Linked DNA regions of Anas platyrhynchos: region 2 is linked to region 1. Evidence: chromatin contacts called from public Hi-C data. All regions are on one chromosome and are shown on one strand. The core of a region is the stretch at or near the end of the contact, and the rest is flanking DNA. Distances in the headings are between cores, read along the strand shown.

Region 1 (2,700 bases), core at 48-2,547:
CATTTACAGCCTGAAAAATTAGCCTTTACCTACCATTCTTCCACCCACATAAGATGTGCTCCCAAGGGCTCAAATACCACCCACATAAATGAACTGGATATCTTGTTCTTTATTTCCCAGAGAAAGGTTTTAGTTATGACTCAGGAACTAACAACCCTTCTTCTCAATCTCCAGCTTTTTGGTTCAAGACACTGAGTTAAACACAGGGGACAGAAGAGAAGAGGGGTTCCTTTTTTCAGTCTTTCTTAAGGAAGGGTCAACCTAAATCATTGGTTATAGAAGAATATGAATACTTTCTTGAAATTAGTTGAGGCTGGAATTGTCAAAAAGCATATATGGATATTCAGAGCAAAACAACTTTTTTTTTTTTCAACAAACTGAGCTGTTTCTTCCTACATCAGCCTCCTCAAAGGAGTAATATAAAGTATCTGCAATAATCACTTTCTTGTAGGGGGGAAGGAAATAAAGAGGGTCATTAAAATGTCCCATTACCGATTTTTAAAAGGTGATTTGTGCAAATGGCTAACACACAATCCTCCAGGATAACCCCTCAGGCATTTCTAGCTGAGCCTAAACTTCCAGAAAAACATACATACAGTTATTCTAAAAATTCCTTTTATCCCCTGAGTGATATCACTTTATAATTGCTTAAAAGGTTATGTTTGAAAGACAGTGTTAGTCTTTCATATACAGATAAAGGCATTGTACTTGTTTTCTCAAAGTCATCTGTGCATTCCTGTACCAGAGAAATAAGTTCACCACCAGCAAAAGACATTCATTTACTATTTTTTATTCAAGCATAGCTTTCATTTCTTTTACTTTTTAATTAGCAACTAATAGAAAAAAGAAAAAAAAAAAAGGAAAAAAAAAAAAAGGAAAAAAAAAGGAAAAAAAAAGTAACAACGGGGAAAATTCACCTAGGAACTGAATAGAGACTTTTCACTACAAGACGTGCCATTGCTGAAAGACAGTTTTACTGTAACTGTCCTTCAGTGACAAAACTGAATCTCTTTTATTCTGGATTACCCAGTGGCACAAATCAGATACAGGCACACGGTTATGTTTCTGCTGAATTCGCCAGAGTGCACAGTTACAGGTCAGCTCTATGCTATCCATAGGAATACTACTGATATTTGACCTGGCATAAAAATTTATATCTTACGCTGGCAGGCTTTAGGAGTTCTTGAGCAAATTTGAATTGACAGTGAGTTTTATAGCAGTCAGCATATTGTATCTCATGGCCTCAATGCTTTGAATCCAGCTGTAGGAGCCCTAAAGCTGGATTTATAGCACAGTCAAACCACAGCCTTGGGTTTGACCTCAACACCAGTAACCAACAGGAACACAGGGACATGACAATTGGGATATCTGTTCCCTAACATCAGCTGAATTCCCATCTGGGTTCATCTCCTCAGGCTCCCTTTCTGGCCAATAAAGAGAAACGGACACTGTCAGGAAATGGTTATCTGACCTGTTATAGATACTTACTTTCAGGCAAGATGCATGATCTCTTGCAGGTGCACTTTCTACTCCACTGCCTGAAAAAAATGTGTGGCTAACTCAAATAGAGGTATCTGAATATGATGTGATGAATCCCACTCTGTGACATGTCGATAACCAGTCAAGCTGGACACAGAAAAATGGTATAGCATAGCTAAATAAATGCAGTGGCAAACTTTCTATCAACTTTTGCAGAAAGGTTCCCCACAATGCCTTCTTCGCTGTTCTGATTTTCAAGTATTTGACTAAATCAAAAATCAAAAGACTTGCGCAAACATCTAGACTACCTAAATCAACCCTAGTAATTGCTGGGATGTTTACAGTATCAGCCCAAGCAAGCCCTGAGAACAAAGAACAGTTCACAAAGAGGACACCGACATAGGCAAGAGCAGAAATGCAAAGCTCATGCAGGAAATGCTGCACAGCAAAAGGGGCCCAAAAAAGTTAGGTAAAAACCATGCCTTATACTTGGATTTGTTTTGGAAACCTCACCACCAGTACAACAGTGCACAGCATGGCTCTCTACACTAGGTATTTTTTGTGCAATCATAGTATCTGAGCCACTGGAAGTTAGTAAAATCCTTAGTTAAGGTAATGTGATAACCCCCATTTTTATTGTGAGGGAAGAGAGCTACAAAAAGGCTACTGAGTGCATCCTACAGAGCCTTACATAAAGCCTTCCTGTAGCCATAATCCCACTGGAAAAATTGGTAAGTGTCATTTGTGTCTCTGCCAAGCCAGAGGTTGCAGTGCTGGGACACCACATCCTCTTGCTGAGCACCAATACTGCCTAAGACATCTTGCATGAGCGTGAGCATCCCTCCTGACCTCTCCCTACCATCCTACCTGTGGGTGGGCTGCTCGGCTGTGTGGGAGGTGATCAGGGTGAGGCTGTCCTGTGGGAAGGGAGCGAGGCTCCCCTAAATTTGCCCTCCCCCAGTCCCAGAGCCTGGCAGCTCTTCCATAGCTGCATGGGCTTGGAATAACAAAATCCCAGCGTGCTGATGTGCACGTGTCCATGTCCATACAATTCTACATCGCTGCTCTCCCAGCTTCTTTCTTTCCCCCACAATATTCATGGACATTTTCTTTTGACTTCAGTCACAGCTTTACACATATTCTAGATGTGAGAGTCCCTATAAGCAAGTTCCCACATAGAGACATTTCCACAACGTGTTAAAGACCTGACCAACAGCAGAG
Region 2 (2,700 bases), core at 195-2,694, 75 kb after region 1:
ATTTCATCAAAGGAGGCAGTGCAGGTGGTAGGGCCCAGTTTGCACTTCATTAATCTTTGACCACTCCCAAGCACCTTCCTCCCTGTTACACGCTGGAAATGGACTCAAGAGGACGTGCTTCCTGTGCTTGCCTGGCACTTGAGACTGCACCATGTTCCCTGTCCTAAGGACAGGCATACATGTAACTTTTATCTTTCCCCTCTCCCCAAGGACTTCCCCCAGTCGCTGTGGTTTCCCCTGGTTGAAGCTCGCCATCTCTCTCAGCCCCCTGGGGTGAAACCCCTCATGGATCTTCATGTACACACATCCAGCAGTCCCTAGTGCCAGCTATCCCCTCCATCCTAAGCTACCGGGGCACACATTGGTATCTGGTTTAGGCTTTTCCAGCATTTTCCATGTTTCATGTCAGTCATCTCCCCCAACCATTGGCAGCCCTGTGGCATTCACTTTGGGTATGTGCAGCTCTCTCTCAAGCCCTCTTGATCTGCAGTGCTGGGTGCAGGAAGCCACGGGCAGGAGACAAGCCTCAGAGAAGCCTCCAGAGCAGCCTGGGCAATTGTCTGTGCCTCTGAAACCAGCCAGCAGCAAATCTGAGAGCCCTGAGAGGCTCAGAGACAGATGTGGGAGAGCTGGAACTCATCTGATTGCAGCCAGAGGGCTGAGCAGACTCGAACCCCATTCATTACTGCAACCCCACAGGGTGAACGCTCAGATTTCTGCACTCTGTTCTGTGCAGCTGATGAATGTTGCCTGCAAGACACGCTAAGAGCAGGATAGTCACCAACCTGCTCATACCTTTAGTTATCTTCTAAGCAATTGCTTTCTGAAGACACACTTCAATTAAAGCTGAAGCAATGGTCTCTTCTCTCCATCACTGCACAGGGTAAATGAAAACATACCAGTTATTTCTGCTGCTCATGGCTCACAAATCCCTAACCCTCGTGCTGACTGTCAGCCAATGTGATCTTGGCAGCACGTCCTGTCCATTCTCTATAAAAAGGGGGGGAAAAAGAGGATACTTTAATACCAACAACAGAAGACCTCTTCCTTTAGAAGAATGTAAGAAGTTGGTTCAAATGCCTCTCTGTAAATGCTGTGTGCAGATTCCCCTGCATATCAGCGCCACTCATGCAGAAGGGATCCTGTATCTCTTTGGCTGAGTGTCTCAGGTTTGGGGATATTAAAATACGTGTAAATCTTCAGCTGGACTGCTGTCAGTGCCGGTGCCTAACATCAGGCAACATCTTTGCAGCAAGCAATTTACTAATGCAGTGAATTTAGCTCCATTTCCTGTTTGCAATGCATCCAACAGACAGACCTCAGTTGTTATTCTAAATGTGTTTATAATTCCATTTTATTTCAGCCTGTTTTATTTGTACATGTTCCAGCTTATGGAAGGTCACAGGCACTCTGTTTCAAGTACAACCGCTCACCCCCATGACGTGTTGTTTTCCTGGATGACTGAAACCTTTGTGAACGGTCGACTGTTCCTCTCCCACGCAGGCACGAGCACAGCCCCAGACGCATCTGCAGCATGTTGACTGGTGGGCATGAGCCAGACCCCTTTACGCACAGCTCTCCAGTCTCTCCTGCTGTTCTCAGGGAAGCGCTTCAACCCCAAATGTCTCCCTGGTGCGCACGGGGCAGGATCACTGGGAGAGCAGCCTCCAGGAGAAGAAGCTCAGGTCCATAGCTCACAGCCCGCCTGGACCGAGAGCAGCACCCACGCCAGCCCAGAGGCAGAGAAGCTTCCTCACCGCCGGCCCCAGGCCAGCTCCTCTTTCACACAGGAGTGGGGCAGAGAGCAATAAAGCTTGTAGCCATGCAAGAGCTTTTCAAAATGCCATTAAGAACATTGCATAAGGCGCCTCAGGAATCGCAGGCCTCACTGGAAGAAGCAGCCCTCCTGGAGCCATGTGTGTTCAGGCATGAGCGTGACTTCTCCATCAGGCTGTCTTCTCCACAGCTGAGGTGGGTTACTGCGAGGTTGCTGCTAGGAGAAATGACCTGGTTTGGCTAAATTTCTTCTGCAGGTCCCTTGAACGCAGGGCCTGAGATTTTTAATGGCATGTAGGCGTACTATTTAGCATTGCAAAACTGACATATTACTTAGCTAAATCTTACTTTCGGAAGTGACTGAGGTCCTCTGGAGATTATGGAGTCAGAGCAGGATTCTAAGAACTGGTTATAACATGACTCTGTTTGAACAGGCAGAAAACAAAGAAGGACCTATAAAGACACTCTGACAGTGGCAGAGAAAGCTTACAAACTCCCTGCCATTTTACTTTACAATACACCACTGAAGTCTTCTCCTAACACCTACTTCCAAGATCAATCCTAGGGCAAAGGGAAAAAGAAGAGCTGTACAAAAGGAAGGAGTAGAGAATAGCAACACGTGCTAGTCCTGCTGGACTAGTGCATTAGGTGATGGCAAATCCTGTCTCAGAAGACATCAAATGCACCAGAAGGGAAGGAACTGAGTGATGTACTGGGAGTCAGGACAGCAAAAATGGAACAGTAAAATATTTCAGTCTGTTTTGCCAGGAAAACAGGACTTAATGCAATCAAACTGTAAACGCATCTATGCCTCTACCTTCTCCTACTTATCCCATTATAGAAGTGAAGCAGCCTTCAAAATAATTTGTCTACAACTTCCATAAAATTAAATGGCCCACTAGAGAAGATGCTTTTTAGAGCTGC

Evidence for each region. A called contact is a pair of places that touch in the nucleus more often than the background predicts.
Region 2: a contact with region 1 is called in a Hi-C map of liver, with 1.8 times the contacts expected there. The contact joins two enhancer-like sites. A contact is called at or near these places in 2 of 8 Hi-C or Micro-C datasets (liver and subcutaneous adipose tissue).

Annotation. Positions count from the first base shown.
Region 1 is chrZ:11,236,719-11,239,418 of IASCAAS_PekinDuck_T2T, forward strand. The region is part of intron 1 of PDZD2 (PDZ domain containing 2); the gene reads right to left. Among named protein-coding and RNA genes, the nearest start is that of PDZD2, 54 kb to the right of the region's middle. Within about 2 kb of position 1,298, at least 1 of the 8 cell types and tissues checked has an H3K27ac peak or open chromatin away from gene starts, as enhancers often do.
Region 2 is chrZ:11,311,892-11,314,591 of IASCAAS_PekinDuck_T2T, forward strand. No RefSeq gene overlaps it. Among named protein-coding and RNA genes, the nearest start is that of PDZD2, 21 kb to the left of the region's middle. Within about 2 kb of position 1,445, at least 3 of the 8 cell types and tissues checked have an H3K27ac peak or open chromatin away from gene starts, as enhancers often do.